Linked DNA regions of Mus musculus: all the other regions are linked to region 3. Evidence: chromatin contacts called from public Hi-C and HiChIP or PLAC-seq data. All regions are on one chromosome and are shown on one strand. The core of a region is the stretch at or near the end of the contact, and the rest is flanking DNA. Distances in the headings are between cores, read along the strand shown.

Region 1 (3,570 bases), core at 395-2,894, 400 kb before region 3:
TAAAACGATTTTTCTAAAGAGTCGGGGAACTCTTTTTATAAAGACATTGCCCTGTCGCTCTTTGAAGATACCTAACACTGCTGAAATTTTAAGATGAATCATCAAAGTTGCAGCGAATGGCAAAAATGGCAATAGACACCTTACCAGAATTGCAAAGGAAAGCCATTCTACGATTCAGGTGAAACAACTAGATGTGATCGGTTCGGCTTTTTCCACTTCCTCTTATTAGAGCGCAGAAGCCAAGACTATACCATTACAAAGCCCCTGCTGCGAGAGAAGCCTCAAGCTCTCTGGCCGCTAGAGCACTCTATTGCACTCAGCCGGCCACGTGGCTGTCACAATCAGAAGACAGGAGAAAAGAGCACCAACTAACCTGGAAATAATTAACCGCTCACAGCGGAGTTGCAAGTAGGGGAAAAAAAAAAAAAGTCTGTCATTTCTCTGCACTTATGACTCCTCCCACCGCCACCCAAAAGGTGGAAAAAGGAAAGCTTTAAAGCAGAAACCAAGTGCAAGAAGATCTCGAGAGCGCGGCTTCCCAATGAAATTGCTACCCCCAACTCGCGTGAGGTGCGGCGGTGGGAACCCAGGCATTTTGCCGGAGGGCAGCCGGGGGCGGAGTTTGCAGTGCAAGACCGAGCACCGAGCACGTGGACTCCCTGCCCCTAACCTCCCCGGCTCGGCTTCGGGCTGCCGGGCACTGCACGCCGGCCGGCACCCAAGCTCAAGGCCGCGGACCACCGCGCACCCTCCCGGCCCGAGCGCCGGGCCGGAGGGCAGAAGTAACCTCGGCCCCGAAGGAGATGGCGAACAGGAAGTGCACATGTTGCAACGCCGAAACAGTCCAAGTCCCACCCCCACCCCACCCCACCCCACCCCCGGCCCGGGCCAGCCAGGCTTGGGGGCGCCTCCGGCCGCGAGAACCGGGCTGGGGTCGCCACCCCACATCGGGGCCCCGCGCCCGAAGTTTACGCGAGTCCTCCTGGGCACTACTTCTCCGGGCCCAGCCATCCCGCCCGGGCCGGGCCGGGCCCCGGACTGGGACTCCACGCCGCGCGCGTCCCGCTCGGATGGGAGCCGGAGCGGCGACGTGGCTGGCGCGGGCTCCCCGGGACTCTTAGAGCAGCAACTCCCGGGGTCGCAGGTTTCCGCCTGGGCGTCCTCTGCCCTCTGTGGCTCCGACTGCGCGACGCCCCCTCCGGTACGGTCATTACCTCGGGAGAAAACTCCTAACTCCTCACTCCCGGGGACCCGTGCTCGCCTCGGTTCCACACCCCCGGGGCAGCCCACGCTCTGCCGGAGCCGCGCGCCGGGTACACCCCCGCGCAGGGGCGCCAATTCTTCCCGGGACACAAAAATGTCCCGGCGCGTCACGGGACAGCCGCCTCCGCGCCCCCACGCCCAGCGCCGGCCGCACACGCTGCCTCCGCGCCGCGCCGCGCCGCGCGACCCCGGGGACTCACCGTCACTCAGCCGCCGCGAACCAGAGGCGAGGGCCGGGCCGGGCCAGACACAATATGGCAGAGCACCGCAGCTGCTCCCGTGGCTCCCAGCAGCCGCCTCCGGGACACCCAGGCGCGAGCAGGCAGTGGCAGCTGCGGTGGCGGCCGCCGCAGCACCACATCCCCCCCCCCCCCACCCCTCCCGCCTGCTCGCTTCCTCCCCTCCTCCCCGCCCCGCTGCCATGACAACGCGGCGCCAAGGCGCTTGGCCCCGCCCCTCCTTCCGTCCCGCCTCCCGCAGCCCGCCCTTGCCTCGTCCCGCCTCCTACCAGGGCGGCGGCCGCCCCTCCGAGCTGTCGTCCTGCAGGCGGGTGGGGGGGAAGGTGGCGTCCGGAAGGGTGGAGCGGGCTCGGAAGGCAAAGCGAGGGGACGCTGAGGTTTACGGAGCTGGGCGTGCAGGCGGGAAAATGAAAAGCCCTCGCCTGTCGCCCGGAAGGACCTATGGGAGGGCGACCGAGGCGCGGCGCGGCTGCTGAGTGGACGAGCTGGCGCGGGACGCGCGAGTGTCCGCCCGCGACGCGTGTGCTGGGGCTGCCGCGACGGCCCGAACAGCCCCTTGGCTTTGAAAGTGTGGGGACCGGGAAGCTTTCTTGAGAACAACGCTACCTTCTTCTGACTGAAGTGCCGTGGAAACTCTATGCAGAGCAGATTTTAGAGGGGAAATGGGGCTTTGGAATCAGATCCAAATTTTACTAAAGATTTTCTGAGACTCTGTCTCCCAAATTAAAAACCAGTAATAAAAGGCAACACAGCAACAACAAAAATGTACAGAGCTCTCACTAATTGCTGTGTACAGTAATAAGGACTTAATATGCATTGTACACGTATTGCCTACACTGTATTGCGGGTACAGTGCTGCTAGATAAAACGGGAGTGGCCAGTTAATTCTGAATTGCAGACAAATGTAGAATAATTTTTAATGTTAAGGACATTCCCTTCGGGGTATACTTTCTGGTTGCTTCATGTTTTAGTGAATCTGCCAACTCTACAATTTCAGGAATTCCCTTTACATAGAAGGAAACTGAAGCCTAGAAGTAGCCTATCAAACTGCCCTTGGCAGTGAAGGTTTATGTATCAGTACTGGGTAGGGTGAGGCTGGAGGAGTGCCAAGATTTAGAGGTCACCCTGGCCTTCATAAGAAGTTTCTGTCTCAGCTGCGCGGTGGTGGCGCGCGCCTTTCATCCCAGCACTCGGGAGGCAGAGGCAGGCGGATTTCTGAGTTCGAGGCCAGCCTGGTCTACAGAGTGAGTTCCAGGACAGCCAGGGCTACACAGAGAAACCCTGCCTCAGAAAAAAAAAAAAAAAAAAAAAAAAAAAGAAGTCTGTCTCAAAAGGAAAGCAGGGTATAGTGCCTCATTCCTGTAATCCTGGAACTTGGAAGGAGGACATAGGAGACTCAAATGTTTAAGGCCATCTACATAGGGAGAGAGAGAGAGAGAGGACTATTCCATTGAATTTCTAAAAGAAAACTATAGTTTGAGTTTACTGTTATCATTATGAACCTGGAAATTAAACCTTTCAATTTCTATACCCAGTTCTTTAAAAACCATGCTACTGATACCTGTTTCACACAGATATAAATGGATTAAGAGAAAGGGTCTCTAAAACGGAGACATTGCCCGTCTGCTTGCTCAACAAAGCTTCATTTGGTTCCTGATGAGGGGATGTTGACTATTCAATGTCTTTGCATATAAAATGACTGAAGCAGGCTATCTGCTCGCAGTAAAGTAGATGAGCTGTGAATATGGCAGAGATGCAGAGGAATTGTAGGCACCCCGATGTACAAGAACAAAGCCAGAAATATTTGATTCCCTCATTCCACAAACAACATTATTCGTATGATCCATGTAAGCTCGCCTACCAGTTCTATTTCATTTTGTTTTGTTTGTTTGTTTTCTTTTCAAAGTCCCGGAGAATCCCAGTTTTCTTCAGAGTACGAAATCTCAGGGCAAATGTAAGATGTGCTTCAGCGGAGGAGCAACATCTACTGCAAATCTCCTTACATAGCATCACTGTTGCCCCCCACTCATGTAGACAAATTAAAGAAGATACAGAAGAAAGAGCACGA
Region 2 (3,304 bases), core at 348-2,847, 460 kb before region 3:
TGTGATCCTCGTTATCTGTTGGGCCAGGCTATATCAACCAGGACTGCAATATCTAATTGTCTAAATGACCCTTGTAGCCAGAGGCTCCACCAAGTTCTTAATCCAGGACCAGACGTGGTTAATAGCCCAAATGGCCTCTATGCTATCTGTATGACTGAGTCCAGGCCAAAGCATATCTCAAGAAATCACCTTCTTGGAAGAAATGGTATGTGCCCTGAGTCGCGTTTTCATGTAATTATGTCTATTTGGGTGCACCAGGGATTGTATTATACCAGGAAACTTTTCCCCACCAAATTATACTGGGCTTAAATATGTTGGGAATAAACCACCCGATAGCAGACTTGGCTAACAAAGCTGAACGGAATTTCATTCTCTTCTCTTCTCCCTTTGCTTCTCTGCCTGACCCCTGCAGAGACACACACCCCCGCCGCCGCCGCCGCCCCCCCCCCCATCTGACTGCCACACACGTGCTATAGAATGCACGGGACACATACACAGGAATGTGGGGAGGTAAATAAATTTTAATTTAAAACTTTAAAAAATTAATAAGCAAGATGGTGGTGTACACACCTTTAACCCCAGCACTCAGGAGGCAGAGGCAGGTAGATCTCTGAGGCCAGCCTGGTCTACAGATCAAGTTCCAGGAGAGCGAGGGCTACATAGAGAAACCTTGTCTCCAAAAATCAAACCAAACCAAAAAAATACAACAAAAACAAGAAATGTCAAAACAAAACAAGAAACAAGTTGAAGCTAGAAGTGACTGAAGCTGAAGGCTCACAGAGGAGCTGCTGGGCTCGGGGTAGCACAGTTTTTGCCTACTAAGCAGAAGACCCCGGGTTTGTTCTCAACACCAGAGCAAAATAAGAAAGAAAAAAAAAAAAATGAGCTATGGCTCCGCAGGACGCATGTGCGCCTGCCTCCTGCGCATGTTTGTAGCAGGCACACTGAGCACGCAGGGGAGCGGCCATCGCGGCCCTTCACTTCCTTTCTGCTCTTGAACACAGTTCATACCGAAGGGTTTTCCAGGAATAAAGGTTTCAAAAAGAAGCTGGAACTGTGCCTCTGTCAGTCACAGGGCTGGACATCGGGCGCACATCCTTGGCCTCGGAAAGGGACATCTCTGCTGCCGCTGCTGCTATATTTCTGTTGCCCCAGCAATGGTCAGCTCCACTGTCAGGACAAAGCGCAGGGGGCTTTCTGGCCACGTGTCCCAACCTGAGCAGAAAGTAGTAGTGATTTACTGAAGAAGAGGAAGGCTCATGGAGCCTGTTTGTTTGTTTGACTCTCCTCTTCTAGGTTCAGAAACCGTCTGTAGATACAGACCCTGGCATGTGTGTCACTGTGTAGACATGCAAGCACCATTTGTGGATCTCATGGAAGAGTATGGCAAGATTTTAACATGTTTGGGGATTTTTAACGAAGCAGACACCAAGAGGTTAACTGGTGTGCACGAGGCAGGGAAGCCTCTTCAGCCCAGAGTCTGCCCCTGTGGCTTCTGGCCATTGTTTGCCCAGCCATCACCCGGTTGGTTCTGGTGCTGAGGTTCCTGAAGGGAACACGACCCTGGGCTTACAGCACTTGCTGGCCCCATGCTGTGCTGGGAGACACTGCCCCTTTGTGCTGCCCTCCTTGGCACAAGAGGATATCAGGTGGTCTCCCTTCTTCCTGCTCTACTTCGCCAAATCCATCTGAACACATTTCCTGTGCACGGAGCCAGCTCACCAATTATCTGCTCCAATTAAGGACCTCGAGCATGCCTTTAACTCAGCAGTTGCAGCGGGCTGACCGTGGCAAAAGGCAAGGCTGATAATTCTGGCTTGCAGGTCTTCCAATGGCCCTGGGCATGCTGCTCTCCCTGCCTTCTCTGTAGCAAGCAGGGCTTCGAGCATCATAAAGGCCTACGCTTCCCCTACCTAACCCCAGCGCAACTGTGACCCTGAACTGACAAGCACCTACCCGTGTGCTCCCTCTCTCACTGTTCTTCTCTGGAGAGATCAAAAGACAAATGGGGGTGGGGGGAGGCCATTTCTAATCCAGCAAATGCCTCTCGTGTATGCTACCCTGTGAGATAGGATGAAAGATTTGGGCATTTGTCCTAAATGGATAACTCCAAAGAGATTAATATAAGTGTGCTATATGGGAACCAGTTAACACTGCCAATGTAGACATTACTTTGTGGGTGGGGAATAAATCCTAATTAAGATTCAAAAAGCAAAATCCAAGAGTTCTTTGGTTTATATGAAAGTCAAATTCCCAGAAAATTACATGTCTGTTACCACACAAAAAAGTATTGTGCTTATGCATATATAAAATGTTTATAGGGTATATTCATAAATATATGTCACATATGTATATGTTAGAGTCAAAGCACAGTTAATTATAAACATTTTGCTGTCACTGTTGTGTTTAAACTTACATGAACGTAAACAGGATATCCTATATTTACTGAATGTAAGATACTACTTTTATTCATTGTGACAAAAAAAATATATATAACCTTCCTCCCTCCCAAAAATGTCCAAAATGCCCTTAATGTTGTCCTTCAGGGAGCGGTTGCTTAGACAAGGTAAGGGTTTGCTTTCCTCACGAGAAAATCAACCTAAGGACGGAGATTCTTGGGCTGGCTTAACCAAGCTTCTCGCTGCTTCTCTTTCAACATTCCTAGACTCAAATTCCACCTCCAAGTTCATAACTAGAGAATGGTTGCTAAGGCCCAGCCACTGTGTTCATAATATAACTTGGAAGAAGGAAAGAGAGGGAAGAGAAAGAGGAGGGCGTGGGGAGGAAGGGAAGCGGAGGCTTGGAATTCTCACCTCAGAACTCTCTCTCTAGCCCATTGGCGGTCCCCGTGCTCAACGCCATGCTGGAAGTGTGGTATCCACTTGGGCATTGCTGCCTTTCATCTACTGGGTCTGTAGCAAGAAGGAGCGAGGGGACACTGGGTGGGCAGCTGGTCCCCTCTGTGGGAGTGCTTTTCCCACTGGCAGTGCCTGGGAACAACTGAAAATGCTGCCAGGGGCTGGAGAGGTGGCCCAGCCATGAATTGTGGGGAGCGGGTGTGGCGGCAGTCCCAAAGGCGCCAGGGACTGCAGCTAAGTCATATGACTTGCGCGCACTCAACTGGCCAGGAAGAACGACGCTGCTACAGGATCCTTCTGCACACGTTTATTCAGTCCTGTTTCTTCTTTCTCTATATTTCCCTTGTTTATATCTCCCTTGTTTATATCTCTCCCTTGTTTATATCTCCCTTGTTTATATCTCCCTTGTTTTTATATCTCCCTTGCTTATATCTCCCTTGTTTATA
Region 3 (3,652 bases), core at 478-2,977:
GGGCTTAGGGGGTCCTTGATCTCTGCTTCCCAAATCCTGGGGTGATAGATAGGCCACCACTTCTGTCAAGTAACGTTTTGTTTTGTTTTGTTTTCCAAGGTAGTGTTTTTCTGTGTAGCCCCCACTGTCCTGGAACTTACTCTGTATAGACCAGGGTGGCCTCGAACTCACAGAAATCCTTCTGCCTCTACATCCTGAGTGCTGAGATTAAAAGGTGTGTGCCACCACACTTGGCTTCCTATGCCACCTTAGTAGCTACCCATATCACAGCCTCAGGTACTCACTACCACCATCATAGGAAAGGCCAAATTATGGAGCCATAATGAGTGTTGAATTATTAGTAAATATTTTACAGTATTTTATTTATTTATATTTTATATAATAATACTGGTTTGTTTACTGTCTTACATGATCCTAAATGCTAAAAATCCAGAATGCTCTGAACTCCAGCTTATTGATATAGCATATGTTGGTACTCATAATTTTCAGACTTCTGGACATCTTGAATTGTGGGGTTTGGTTTAGCAATGTTGAGTAGGTAATCCAGGCAGACAGATGTCAGAAGTACCTGGTGATTGTAGTGGGGCAGGCTTGTAATCCCAGACCGTGGTACGTGAAGGCAGGAGAAGCTGGCATTGAGAACCATCCTAAAGGCCAGCCTCTACCTCTAGTGAATTTGATGCCAGCTATATTGAGACCATTGTCTCAAAAGAATTGAGATGGGAGGAGCCATACTCCTATCCCCAGCATTCCAGACAAAGGTTTCCAAGCAGTAATGCTGTTTGACCGTTAAATTAGCTAAATATTTAACTGGAGCATATTTGTCTTATTTAAAAGTGTATGATATCAATCCATGGACTTGTAATACACAATAGAAACTGTAATTTATTTTAAGCATGACAAGATATTTTGGAAGCATTTATTATGTTCCAGTTATTTAACTTGACACATGGGAAACAATGTTGACTATTTCTAATAATAGTGACAAATACAATTTAGAGCATAATAATAATCATTATTTATTGGTCACTGTCCTAGGAAAACACTAAATGCCCTTTAGTCTTAATGCCCTTAGTAATAGACCTCATTAAACAGATACTTTATATAGTTTACATACAACAGAACAGAAGTTTAGGAAATGTTAGTAGATTAGAAACCATTTCTTTTTGATTAAACAGCCTGGATGAAGTTTTAATTAACTATATTATACTATACTGGTAATGATTGTCTCTCATATAAAAGGTTTTACAATGTTTCTAAGAAGCACAGCATTTTTTGTTACATAAGGTCAATCACCAATTGTGCTGCAGTTACCTGTCTTTTTCTGAAAGAGAAAATAATAAGTAATAAGTTACAGTCTTACTTTTTTTTTAATTCAGGATGTTTAAAAGTTAAAAATAGCAATTTAAAAAACTTAAGAAGACTATATTTCTTTTCATTTGGTGAAAGTAAATATCTAAAACATAGAACTATGTAAAAATTGTGTGTATTAGACATTATATTGTAATGTGTACTTTTATATTGTTATTTATCCACTAGAAATATACAAACGTACATTTCTTTGAAAATGGTTCTTAATGGATGCATAATACTTCACGTGTATATTGACGTCTACTTAATCACTACTAGACTGTGAGTCACCATTACTTCTCATGTGTTTTAAAGTTGTGTCATAGAGAAAAACCAAAAGAACGGTGCTGTGAATTTCAGTATTGAGAGTCTCTGTCTCTCCAAAACCAGCATTGACAAACGGAACACTCACAGGCAGTTAGCCGTCTTTTGGTACAAATAGCAGCTGCCTTTGCCTGGGTCTTTTTTTTTTTTTTTTCCTCTAGAAACTATAAAAAAGAAAGAAGAATAAGGGGGGGGGGAAACCATTAACCTTCATTTTCACTGAAATGAAAGACTATGATTAGTTACAGCTATCAGAAGCATCTGAGACGCGCAGACAGTGTGTGCTTCCTGGAGGGAGGGAGTGGGGAGGGGCTCATGGTGAAGTCATCTGTAGTGAGAGTCCATGGCAGAATATCTAGTCTGATCTAAGAAGGAAGAGAAAGTAGAGCAGTGCAGCAGCATACAGTCACGTGCTCAGAAACAGCTGGTCTCTGGCATTGGGAGGTCTCAGCCCTCTGACACCTGCCCTGCCCAATCACTTGGAACCAGTGTATTCTGTTTTGTGTGTGTTTGTTTTTTAAAAAGCAGTCATGGTAGCAAAAACTTAAACCAAAGCACAAAAGGACGCATTAGAAAGGGGGGGGGGGGGGCGTGATATGCATGAGATTGAAGGTCTCGCTTTACAGCCCAGGCTAGCCTAGAATTTGTGGTGGTCCTCATGCCTTGACCCCTCAATTAGATGTGTAAGCTGCCTACCATGTGTGGTTTCTCCTCCACTACCCCCTCCCCCCACCCTATTTGAGTTTTGAGACAGTCTCTCTCACTGTGTACCTTAGATGTCTTAGAACTCACTTAATATAAACCAGAATATCCTCAAACTTGCAGTGGTCCTCTATCTCTGTCTAACAAGAGCTAGGCTTAGAGGTATACACAGCTGTACCGGGAGTTGGAAAAATCTGTAAAAGTTTCTGTAAAAGATGATCCAAAATTAGGAGTATAGGAACTCAGGAAAAATATGGTAAACTAACAGGAGATGGAATATGAATTGTGAAAATTCAGAAAAGAACTCAAAAAGGCAAAAAAAAAAATCTAGAAGTTCACGTGAAACTAGAAGGAAGACAGATGTGAGAATAGGGAAGAACTGAGAAGCCAGGCTTGGTGACACTTACCTGTAATTCTAGGATCTGGGAGGTGGAAGCCAGGAGGATTTTGAGTTCAGCACCATTCTTAGTTTCACAGTGAGTTTAAGTTCAGACCAGCTTGAGGTCTAAGAGACCGTGTCTCAGAGGAGAGAGAAAGAGTTAATAGAAGGAAGAAGAGATGGATGATGGGCCTTGCCTATAACCTCAGTGCATCTGTTTTCTCTATTAGGTTATAAAGAAGGAAGGTTGTAAGTTTGAGGCCAGTCTGGACTGTTAAGTGAATTCCAGGACAGCACTGGCTGTGAGACAGAACAGTATAGAGAAAAGATGTTGCAGTGGTAAGAGATGATCAGAAGCTCCGCCTGGAGCCGTGCTCCCGCAATCCCAGCCGTGCTCCCTGCAATCCCAGCCGTGCTCCCGCAATCCCAGCCGTGCTCCCTGCAATCCCAGCCGTGCTCCCTGCAATCCCAGCCGTGCTCCCTGCAATCCCAGCCGTGCTCCCTGCAATCCCAGCCGTGCTCCCGCGATCCCAGCACGTGAGATCTCCATAGGATCTGAGGCCAGCTTGGGCTGCATGCAACCTGTCTCAAAAAGCAAAGCAAAACAGAAAATAAAAGTGATAGAAACTGCAGTAGATCAAGTACTTACAATTAGAATCTGTAGATAAAAGCAAGACAGTACAGCAAAATGACTGGTAAGAGAAGCTAACCGACTGAAATGTATACATTAAAGACTGTCTGTACAAAGAAAAAACTGACCATCTTATGACAGGTGAACAGCTACATCCCCATAGTCTGTCCAGGTCATTTATATGGTATTGAAATTAGTCTGCATAGTAGCGCTACATTTATTACAGGAGTAGAGTAGGAGCTAAAGAGTTCTCATGTCCAGCCACA

What was found. Hi-C and Micro-C count contacts between places; a contact is called where the count stands out from the background. HiChIP or PLAC-seq counts read pairs in DNA pulled down with a chosen protein or histone mark.
Region 1: a contact with region 3 is called in an H3K4me3 HiChIP or PLAC-seq map of the SCID.adh cell line, with 11 read pairs. The contact joins the promoter of Foxn2 here to the enhancer-like site in region 3. A contact is called at or near these places in 9 of 39 promoter capture datasets (the C10 cell line, the HPC-7 cell line, cranial neural crest and 6 more), 4 of 484 Hi-C or Micro-C datasets (CD4 T cells, bone marrow-derived macrophages, pre-B cells and 1 more), 15 of 115 datasets of contacts at active chromatin or transcription factors (DN3 thymocytes, the SCID.adh cell line, bone marrow-derived macrophages and 11 more) and 1 of 9 other capture datasets (liver).
Region 2: a Hi-C map of muscle stem cells shows a contact between it and region 3, with 2.4 times the contacts expected there. The contact joins two enhancer-like sites. A contact is called at or near these places in 7 of 484 Hi-C or Micro-C datasets (3T3-L1-derived adipocytes, bone marrow-derived macrophages, embryonic fibroblasts and 4 more), 6 of 115 datasets of contacts at active chromatin or transcription factors (bone marrow-derived macrophages, double positive thymocytes, embryonic basal ganglia and 3 more) and 1 of 9 other capture datasets (embryonic stem cells).

What each region holds. Positions count from the first base shown.
Region 1 is chr17:88,438,778-88,442,347 of GRCm38.p6, reverse strand. Foxn2 (forkhead box N2) reads right to left here and starts at 1,644. Exons shown (of 6, transcript NM_180974.5): 1 at 1,464-1,644.
Region 2 is chr17:88,503,909-88,507,212 of GRCm38.p6, reverse strand. No RefSeq gene overlaps it. Among named protein-coding and RNA genes, the nearest start is that of Ppp1r21, 25 kb to the left of the region's middle. Within about 2 kb of position 1,597, at least 47 of the 459 cell types and tissues checked have an H3K27ac peak or open chromatin away from gene starts, as enhancers often do. A contact at or near this core is called in muscle stem cells, where this site is marked.
Region 3 is chr17:88,041,021-88,044,672 of GRCm38.p6, reverse strand. The region is part of intron 1 of Fbxo11 (F-box protein 11); the gene reads left to right. Among named protein-coding and RNA genes, the nearest start is that of Fbxo11, 23 kb to the left of the region's middle. Within about 2 kb of position 1,727, at least 148 of the 459 cell types and tissues checked have an H3K27ac peak or open chromatin away from gene starts, as enhancers often do. A contact at or near this core is called in DN3 thymocytes, the HPC-7 cell line, the SCID.adh cell line and 7 more, where this site is marked.